Linked DNA regions of Gossypium arboreum: region 1 is linked to region 2. A link is a contact called in public Hi-C data. All regions are on one chromosome and are shown on one strand. Each heading gives the region's core, a stretch centred on a gene start, on an enhancer-like site or on the middle of the called end of the contact. The rest is flanking DNA. Distances are from core to core; before and after follow the strand shown.

Evidence for each region. Hi-C and Micro-C count contacts between places; a contact is called where the count stands out from the background.
Region 1: a contact with region 2 is called in a Hi-C map of leaf, with 2.1 times the contacts expected there. The contact joins the enhancer-like site here to the promoter of LOC108480881 in region 2. A contact is called at or near these places in 2 of 5 Hi-C or Micro-C datasets (both in leaf).

Annotation. Positions count from the first base shown.
Region 1 is chr8:120,714,814-120,719,899 of ASM2569848v2, reverse strand. LOC108486323 (E3 ubiquitin-protein ligase BRE1-like 2) reads left to right here. Exons shown (of 20, transcript XM_053031758.1): 15 at 1,340-1,412; 16 at 1,587-1,673; 17 at 1,807-1,944; 18 at 2,067-2,269; 19 at 2,885-3,047; 20 at 3,154-3,491. The coding sequence ends at 3,285. It also overlaps the pseudogene LOC128296646. Among protein-coding and RNA genes, the nearest start is that of LOC108486323, 9.7 kb to the left of the region's middle. Within about 2 kb of position 2,694, at least 1 of the 2 cell types and tissues checked has an H3K27ac peak or open chromatin away from gene starts, as enhancers often do. A contact at or near this core is called in leaf, where this site is marked.
Region 2 is chr8:120,614,388-120,619,192 of ASM2569848v2, reverse strand. It overlaps LOC108480881 (non-specific lipid transfer protein GPI-anchored 6-like), which reads left to right and starts at 3,027. Exons shown (of 3, transcript XM_017784007.2): 1 at 3,027-3,496; 2 at 3,596-3,691; 3 at 3,865-4,204. The coding sequence starts at 3,160. The coding sequence ends at 3,992.

The DNA.
Region 1 (5,086 bases), core at 1,445-3,944, 100 kb before region 2:
ATTAGCTAGGATTGTAATTTGTATTTTATGGGTTTGATTTTAACTATGTATATAATGCATACAGGTTGTTTTAATTTGTATTTTTATTTTGTGCCAATTAGTGGCATTTTCGGTTTATATTTGGTATTTTGCATTTTTTAGGGGTTTGGGGTAAGTTATAAGGACTTATGTCATTTTGGTTCTAAGGAGTCTGAAATCGAATGATGAACATTTGAGTTATTATGATATTGAGTGATGTGACTTCCTTTTTGAGTTTTTTTCTTTTTTTTTTTTTGCCTTAACGGCTTAAGTAGAAAATCAGCCCTTGTGTATTTTCAAATATCTAAAGTATGCCTTTATCCTTCCATTATACCCAGTCAAGCTTTTACACCTTGTTTGGTAGGAGTATATCATTTTAACTTGCCTTTTAGTGTGCTAAGTTAACACTAGTCATTTATTTTGTTCTGAAAATTTGCCAGTACCTATTAAACCACTTAAAGATTATGTAGCCTTCTTTCCTAAACTTGGTCGAAACCTTTTACACTTGTTGGGATGGTATACTTTTATACAAGGGATATCCCTTCCTCTAATTTTTATATTTCCAGAGTTTACATGCTCAAAATATAGAGTTACAACTATGATTTTAGTTCATTTATTACCACAGAGCATCTTATGCTATACAAACGTCTCTCTAGGACTGCTCAAACAGTTTAATTAACTTATCCTCCTAACTTATTTTGTGATAAGTTAAAACCATTTGATGATTAAGTAGTGACAATGAGTTCATCATGTCACGACGAGTTTAAGTTAGAATGTGATGTCGCGACGTGAAACCTACATTGCAATGTTGATATGAAAATTTTAAACTATTTTACATTTTAGTCTCTAATCAACCTTAGACCATTTAGAGAATTGCAATAAGCTTGTATAAAAACTCGAAATGAATTTGAGATGTGTAAGATGGTGTAATGATCATAAGCTTTAAATGAATTGAATTTGATTATTGTTGGTATGACATCTAATGTAACATTTCGATACCGTGATGCAACAATCAAGTCGGGCATGTGAGTGTTACAGACCTTGATCCTAAAAATTTATCTAATAAATTTGACGTTAGAACCATTTGATGCTTGCTATAGAGGTAAAACACCTATTACAAGTTATAGAACTCTGTAGATAGTATGATTCAAATTGTTACTTCATCCTTAATGTCAAACATTTGTGACTTGCACAAGCAAGAGGTGTTTGAGTTCTCTAAAATAAGTTTCTGGTTTTTATTTTCATGATTTATTTCTTTTTGCTTCCTGAAATTTCCATTTAGTAGTGTTATCTAACTATTTAATCTTACAATAAATTACAGGGATGTTTTGGAACTCACGGAGGCTATTAAAAGTAAAGATCGAGAGTCAGAGACATATATTTCTGAAATTGAGGTTTGTCTAAAATTCCTTCTTAGGGAGAAAGAAGTATATATTCAGTTTTGGTTCCTGCCACCTTTCTCTTGTATTCACTGAATTGCTAGAGCTGCCTTTCCTTGGGTACTACTCTCGTCATTTAGTGCCTCTTTGTTGTCTGCATGATGAGAGAATTCTTTTTTTTTTTTCCAGACCATTGGCCAGGCTTATGAAGATATGCAGACACAGAACCAGCATCTGTTGCAGCAGATGACTGAGAGAGATGACTACAATATTAAGGTCCAATGCATATTATATACCTTGATATTTTAACTTTATTCTTGCTTTCTGTATATATTGATAGTTAAGTAGAAAAATTTATCTGGTCTTGGTGCTTGGGAAATTTCTGTAATTGTGATGGCATTAAATGCAGCTTGTCTCTGAGAGTGTAAAGACAAAACAAGCACATAGTTTCTTGCTTTCTGAAAAGCAGGCATTAGCAAGGCAACTTAAGCAGGTCAATTCATCAATCGAGTCCGTGAAAATGAGGATTGGTCAGAGCGAGGAGCAGGTAAATAGTTGTGTGCTGCTAAAACTCGTTCCAGAAAATTGACCTTCTAAATATATTTACGTGTATTTATTTATTTATCAATTTGTAGCTTTTTTGACCAACCTATAATTTAAACCTTGCAGATAAAAGTTTGTCTGACAGATGCTGTTAAATTCACTCAAGAGGATAGACATTTTATGATTAGCCTTGAAACTGCGAAGTGGGAGTTGGCCGATGCTGAGAAGGAGTTCAAGTGGCTTAAATCTGCTGCAGCATCTTCTGAGAAGGACTATGAGCAGCTCCAACGAAAGGTGGATGAGTTCCAAATGAAGTTGGATAAGGAACAGTGAGTTTTCTTTTCTGTTTTTGGTGGATTTCCCAGGCCTATGTTTTTTTCTTGCTCAGCTGTACTGTCTTTCGGTGGAATTAGAAGATAAAAGATCATATATGTATGTTATGCGAATCCAAAAGCATTGCTTTTCTCCTATGTTAGACTCAGTGGTGAATGTTGGATATTAGCACGTCCATCATGGGCAAGTGTTTTTTTTTCATGTATTTGGATGATCTTTGGAGGTTACATGACTATGTCCATGTATAGGATATGAGTGTCAGTCGCAGGCACCTTAACAGAAATGAAGTGTTGGAGCAACATAGCTCTACTCTTTATTGCCTATGACAGTATAATGTGTGCTGGAATTAGCTGCAAAGATAGTGAGGGACAGGCTGTTATCATGGTCAACAGTTGCTACAATAACAATGCTTTAATCTACGCCTATGCTGCATTTATTCTGGAACATTTCAGCTTAGCACTTTAGATTATAATTTTTGCCCCTTAGGACTTTAGACATGTTTCCTTGCCAAGAAAATACCTTTTCTTCGTGTTTAAGTTAAATTAAATTATTTAGCTTTCCTTCAAAAATTAAATCTGTCCTCTGTTGAAATGTGGTTTCTCTACACCCAGAAGTCAGAGGAAGAAGCTTGAGGAAGAGCTTGACGAACTGAATAGCAAGGTTGCTGAGTTGAGTTCTGAAACTGGAGAGACTGCAATACAGAAGCTTCAGGATGAGATTAAAAATTGCAAGAATATTCTCAAATGTGGTGTGTGTTTTGACCGGCCAAAAGAGGTGAGTTATGCTGACCTGTTTTTCTCTCACAATATGTACTCGTATGTTTAAATTTCCTCAACCTCTTATTGGACTGATGGATGTGTTGGCTTGTCATATTTGGCAGGTAGTAATTGTTAAGTGCTATCACCTATTTTGCAATCCATGTATACAGAGAAATTTAGAGATACGGCATCGAAAGTGCCCCGGCTGTGGAACTGCATTTGGTCAGAATGATGTTCGGTTTGTGAAAATATGAAAAAGAGTGTTCCATGGCTTTTGTATTTCAATCTTTGATTTAGGTTAGTCAAGAGTTAGCATCTTGAAACCCCAACTTGATAGTTATAGAAATAATGTTTTTCTTTTTTCTTTTTCATATGTAATTATTTGATGGGCAGGGCATGGCATGTATGCCAATTGTAAATGGAAATCAAACTAGGTAAATCATCACATCATCTTCAGGAATTTGTCCCTTTTGATCAGTGTTTGGAAACCAGACCGGCTGGTCGGTTGCATCGGTTGGACCGTGATCTAGTGGGTCTGGTCACCCTCATCAGACCGGAAATTCTTTGAGCCGTAGTATAACCAGTCAAACCGGGTTAAAAACCTAGTTAAACCGGTATTTGATTACTTGAATTTTTTACTTTTGTTTCAGATTTCTTTTCCATTTTTTAACATGATTAAGCAAAGCTTTTTAACATATCAAATAAAAGAGAAAAAAAGGTGGAAGATGGAAAAAATATAAAATAGAAAAAAGCAATTGCCTCGGTCAAAATTGTATTGTAGAAGGGGCAAAGTAGAGATAAAAGAAGTCAGTTATGTAATGGAAGAGAATTCGAGAGGGAGCTTATGAAAAAAATTGAGGGAACACGAAGTACGGCACAGGGCAGCATGAGACGGAAGAAGCATGTCATTGTGGTATATAGGGTAAGGTTTTCAAATTTGTTTTATGGGTTGGTCCTATAACACGCAATTAGAGGTGTTTATAGTGGATTGAGTCGGGTTTAAATATGATATTAGCATATTTTATGCGATTAAATTACCAAATAAAGTCATTTTCTTTAAAATACAAAAATAGGCTGATTTTTTGGAAAGTTACAGGAATGGGCCGTTTTTGATAAAATGTTCTAGATCCTCTATATCTATATATAAACACTGATTTATCAAGAATATGCAAGAAAAGCACTTTGAATTATTGATTCATCGCCAAAGATGATTTAGAACCAATAGTTCATTACCTAATAGATTTTTTGCGTTCTAATATTCCATCCGAGAGTTATCAGTATTTATTAAATCTATTTCTATCTAATAGAAAGATATGTGGTCATGAAATAGGGATTAAGTGCAAATGAAATAGAAATAGATAAATAATACAAAAAATAATATTATAATATATTATAAATAAAATAATATAAATAAATTAATAAAATATATAAATAAATTCTAATACTAATATATATTTAGAATAGATAAATATATAATAGAATTAATATTCTATCATCTAATATAAATTATATATTATATATTGTTCACTAATAATAGTGGAATTACTGGCGCAGAGTTAAAAAGAAAAGGGAATTGTGACACGCCACCGTTGATGAATCACTTCAATAAATCCGCTTATAACAAGCTCTTATATGATTTCGAGTAAAATCGAAAACTATTAAGCACAAGCAAAATGCGCAGTAACACTTTTGGAAGTATCAAAAGAATGTTACATGTATCAATAAGACTTATTCTTTTTTTTGGTGTCCCTCATTAAGTAAAAGCTAATTATCTATCAAATCTAATATTAATTGGATGGCTGAACACTCAGAGACTTTCATCCGTCTGTATACAAAGTATCTTCCAACCCTTCTACAACCATTCATTAGTTAATTAGACACTCCCGTTATCCAATCTAATTCAAGACTTCTCTAGTAGCCACTTCATTAGTAAGGGGCTCCCATGTCAAGATTTACTGATTCCCTTCCACTACTTTAATTTTTCCCTTTTAGATGCGCGCGGTTCCAAGTTAATGCCCGATAAAAAGGATTTCGATTAAGTTTTCCTTGTGATGG
Region 2 (4,805 bases), core at 1,778-4,277:
AACCATTAATTGGGAATCAGTAGAAGAGGAACAACGATTGAACTTGCAAATATGAACCAAAATAAAATAGCAAAAATGAGGGAAAAGGGAGAAAGAACTACAGAGGAAATTTATTGGAACAAAAGAAAAATGGCTAAAAAAGAAAAAAAGAAAAATGGAAAAAGTGGGACGACAGGTTAGCAGAGAGGTTTTAAGAGATATTATTTAAAAAAAATAAAATCTAACCAAATTATTATCCTATAAAGTAGCTAGGAATTCATATTCAACCCAGACTCCTCCACTTAGACAGCACAACTAGCAGGAACTAAAATTAATTCAACTTTGGCAACAATAGGATTTGAACTAGGGACCGAAGGGTAAGTTAAAACCTTGCCACTAATGAGTAGGCTCATTTTTGCCAACAAACTAACAAGAATAGATTATGAGTTACACAGAAAGAGCTAGAACAAGGAATAAGAATAATACAGAATTTTCAAAGGAATAGGTTTGAACACCAGACCTCACACACACCAACACAACACTAAACCACTGAACCAAATTAATTCACTTAGCAATTTCTCAACATTTATTTTTAAACAAGACATGACCTCTCTCTCGATTCACTAACCCAATTTCTACTAACCTAATTTTAGGGATGCGACATCTAAAGCACGCTCGACCACACCACAATGAAGTGTTACCAATCAACACCACAGAACAAGATGATAATGAGAATCAAGAAGGCAAGGAATGAAAACTAAAGAGTAATCTTTAAGAAAACAAAGGAAATCAACACAACCATTGCTTTACTATAACAAAAGAAAAGAATTAAAAAGAGGGAAAACAAACATGAGATGGAAAGGGGAACAAACTTAGGATGACAAAAGATGAGAGAGGGAGAGAGTGGGACGGTTGAGGGAGTGTTTTGGAGAGAAAAATTCTCCAAAAAGAATATATTATTATTTTTTAAAACCAACCACTAAATTTGTTAGTTATCCTTATCAGATTTCCCAGAATCCAAATTCAACCTATTTTCAAACACATGGGCAGCACAAGGGAATAGCAAAAATAATTTCGCTTTGCACGCACAGGATTCAAGCACAAGACCTTTAGTTAAGCTAAGGCCTTACCACTAAACCAAAAAACTCAATCTTATTAATATATGAGAGAAAATAATAGATAAGCTAGATATTCAAATTCAGGGGTTGGAACAAAAATAATAAAAAATCAAGGGAAATGATTGGAACAAACAAGACCCTAAGCACAGACACAAAACTCTTATCCACTAGAACAAATTAATCACTTGATATAACTCTTACTACAATTATTTAAAAACAAAGAGTGACCATTCTAGGCTTACTAACCCAATTTCTACTAACTCGATAGGGATCAACACAGTAAGGGGACTACTTTCTGGCTCTTGGCCCTAGAACGGATGAATCGGCCTTCTTTAACACCGCCCCCTCTCCTCCTTCTCTACTTCAATTGATACTGTGTATCAACAATTATATTATATACAATTAGCATTATATAATTAAGGTAGATTAGTAACGATATGTAACCCTATACAACTATATTATTATAATGCATATTGTTTCATTAATGATCTTAAACCCTAAGTTCAAATCTTGTTTTGGGCCCCAAAATTTAATATTGCAATTCTTAATTTTTTCGAACAATAATAATACATGCTCTAGATTCATTTATACACAAATAAAATGAACTAAATAATTAAATTAATATCATAATCCTCCACAAGACTATTTATAAAATCATTTTAAGTTAAATTATTAGGTTGATAAATCATTCAAAGCTATTAAAAGGAAAGCTAATACTTAAATTGTTCATATACCTAATGTTTGCTGTATCATTTTTTAATTAGTTTAATTGGTTTCTAGCTTTAATTATTTACACTTAATGATTTATTTGACCCTTCAACTTTGTAAAAAAGTCATTTTAACCCTCCATTTACTTTTTTACCTCTTTTAGCCCTTAAACTTATGCTGTTTGTCAAATCACCCTAAAATGGATGGAAAAGTAAACATTTGTTAACTTTGCTAATGTTGCATACACATGGATGCCACGTTAGCAATTAATTATTTTTAAAGAAATTACAAAATTAAAAATATTAAAAGTATTAAAATTTTTAAAAGTATAAAATCATAAAAAAATTTTAAATTTTTTAATTTTTTAAAATTAATTAGTTGCTAACATGGAATACACATAGATGTCATGTCAAGAAAGTTAAGAAAGTTTAATTTTTCCATTCATTTTGGGGTGATTTGACAAAAAATACAAGTTTAATGGCTAAAAGAGGTAAACAATGAATGGCTAAAATGATTTTTTTATAAAGTTAGAAGACTAAATAAATCATTATGTCAATTTTATAACCGAGTAATTGTAATCTTCCATATAATGGAATAAATTGATACCTATTAAATATATATAATTGACAACCTTTGAATAATTGTTTCTTTTATAAATAAAATATTATAAAGTTTAATAAACTATTTTCTAAAATTAAAATTATACTAATTATTATATTTAAAAATGATCTACTTACTCTAATATAAAACTATACTTTTATAACTTTTTTATGAAATATTTTCATAACTTTAACTTTTTATATGATCGTATCTAATTTTAATAATAATAATAATAATAATATTCTATATTCTATTACAACTATTCTTTTAAACATATATATTTTTGGTTTGATTTGAATACAACGAGTTTTATATGAAAAAATTGAATTTAAATTCGAATGTATGATGTGGGTGACAACCTCAATCCAAAACCAAACTGGACAGAATACATAGATTTAAATCAAATTTTCAATTTTCTGGATTTCTTTGTTCAACCTGGCATAATACCTCATAATTGTTTTTTTGATGAGGACAATAGCTTATTTGGAAGAGAGTGCGTATATAACAGGTAAGGCTTTGCTCAATTAAAACAAATAATGATCACAGTTGAAGATGAAGACCCTTGTGGAAGAACTTAATTAATTATTTATACCATAATAATTTCAAACTCCATCGCCACCAACCACTTGTCTCTCTCTCCTTTTCACAACTCTCATTCTCTCACTATATAGCCCCTGGATAATGGAAATGTGTTTAGTTTCAATTCCTTTCTTTTTCTTCTACTTTCCCTTTGCCTTACTTACCACTGAAAACAATGAAGGAGTCCAAACATGAGGCTTTCACACTCTCTTTCACCCTGCTTCTCATGCTGCTGGGTTTGGCATCCAGTGATGTGAACCAAGACAAAGCGGAATGCACTGATCAGCTAGTCGGGCTTGCTCCATGTCTTCCATACGTTGGTGGACAGGCCAAAGCCCCCACCATGGATTGTTGCGGTGGGCTGAAACAAGTGTTGGTTAAGAGCAAGAAATGCCTGTGTGTGTTGATTAAAGATAGAGATGACCCCAGTCTTGGCCTCAACATCAATGCTAGTCTTGCTGCAACCCTCCCTCACACTTGTCATGACACTGTTAACATTACGGAATGCATCTGTAACTAAAACCTCTTCCACTCTATGCTATTGCATTTCATAACCTTTGCTTCTCCCTCATTTTCTGTTTTCTTTTTCTTTTTTTTTTTCTTGATTTCAGCCCTTCTGCACTTGGCACCCAACTCCCAGGAAGCTAAGTTATTCCAAGGATATCAAAAGCTGACAGAGAAGCATTCCACATCCCCACCTGCGAGTGGTAACATATACCTCATCTCTCTTTACTATTACCACATACCATCTCATTCTCATTTTTTATGATTTCCGAACATCTCCAAATATATATATTAAAAAAAAAACTTAGAAAAAACCATATAGGACACATATTCATGTTCAACACAGTGATACAGATAAATATATCTATGTACGTAGGTAACTCCACAAGCAGTGCTGCAGAGAAGAGTGATGGAGGAATGGGAAAGAAGCGCGTGGGAGTAGTAGAGATAGCTGTCGGATTTTCACTATGGGTTTTCCACATACACCAAAACTCTGTTGTGTGAATGATAGAAGTTTACACGCAGCTGCGGCTATGTTTGTTATATCCATAATTTAAGAGTTTGGACCAGGATCCAGTTATGTTTTTATCTTAAATTCCTTTTTAGTTTGTCTTTGATTTTTTTTTTTGCAATTATATATTCTTATATTTAATGTGTTGATATTCATGGTGAGTAAGCACATCATTTTATGATATGAAAAAGTTTTTTGGTTTGCACTTTTTAACTTTTATTTGAACAGAGGTTGAGAGAGAACAAAAATGGTAGAAGATTATTTTATTTCAACTTCTATTATAACAGAGAATGGAACAGAAATCACGATTCACAAATCTTACACCTGCAGGTTGAACCTATATTATTATAAATTACTTCAACAAAATATCTCACAATATAATGAATAAAACTTTCCAAGAAATACCTAAAAAGAGTGTCATATATAATAGGAAAATAAAGCACAAAAAGCTGATCAAAGACATTCCAAAACTGCACTCCAAGTGACATCACGTTGTTGCCTATTTATAAGTTCATTTTGTTGTTCATCCAACCAATTTTGATAAGCATCTATCATTGTTGAGTATGATTCCTATTTTAGTTAAATTTGAAAAATAATCTTTCAGTTAAATTTTGTTTATTTATTTCAATCAAATTTTGATTAGTCTAAATTATTTTATTATTATTTGACCTATGAATTTAGCCTATAAATAGTTTTTTTTATAACCTTAAAAAACACACCCGTTAGATATTAGAACTCAAAACACTTTTAGAGAATTTTGTGTTTATGCCTTGAGGGTTCTTTGTTTTTTTGGGTTTCGGGGTTTA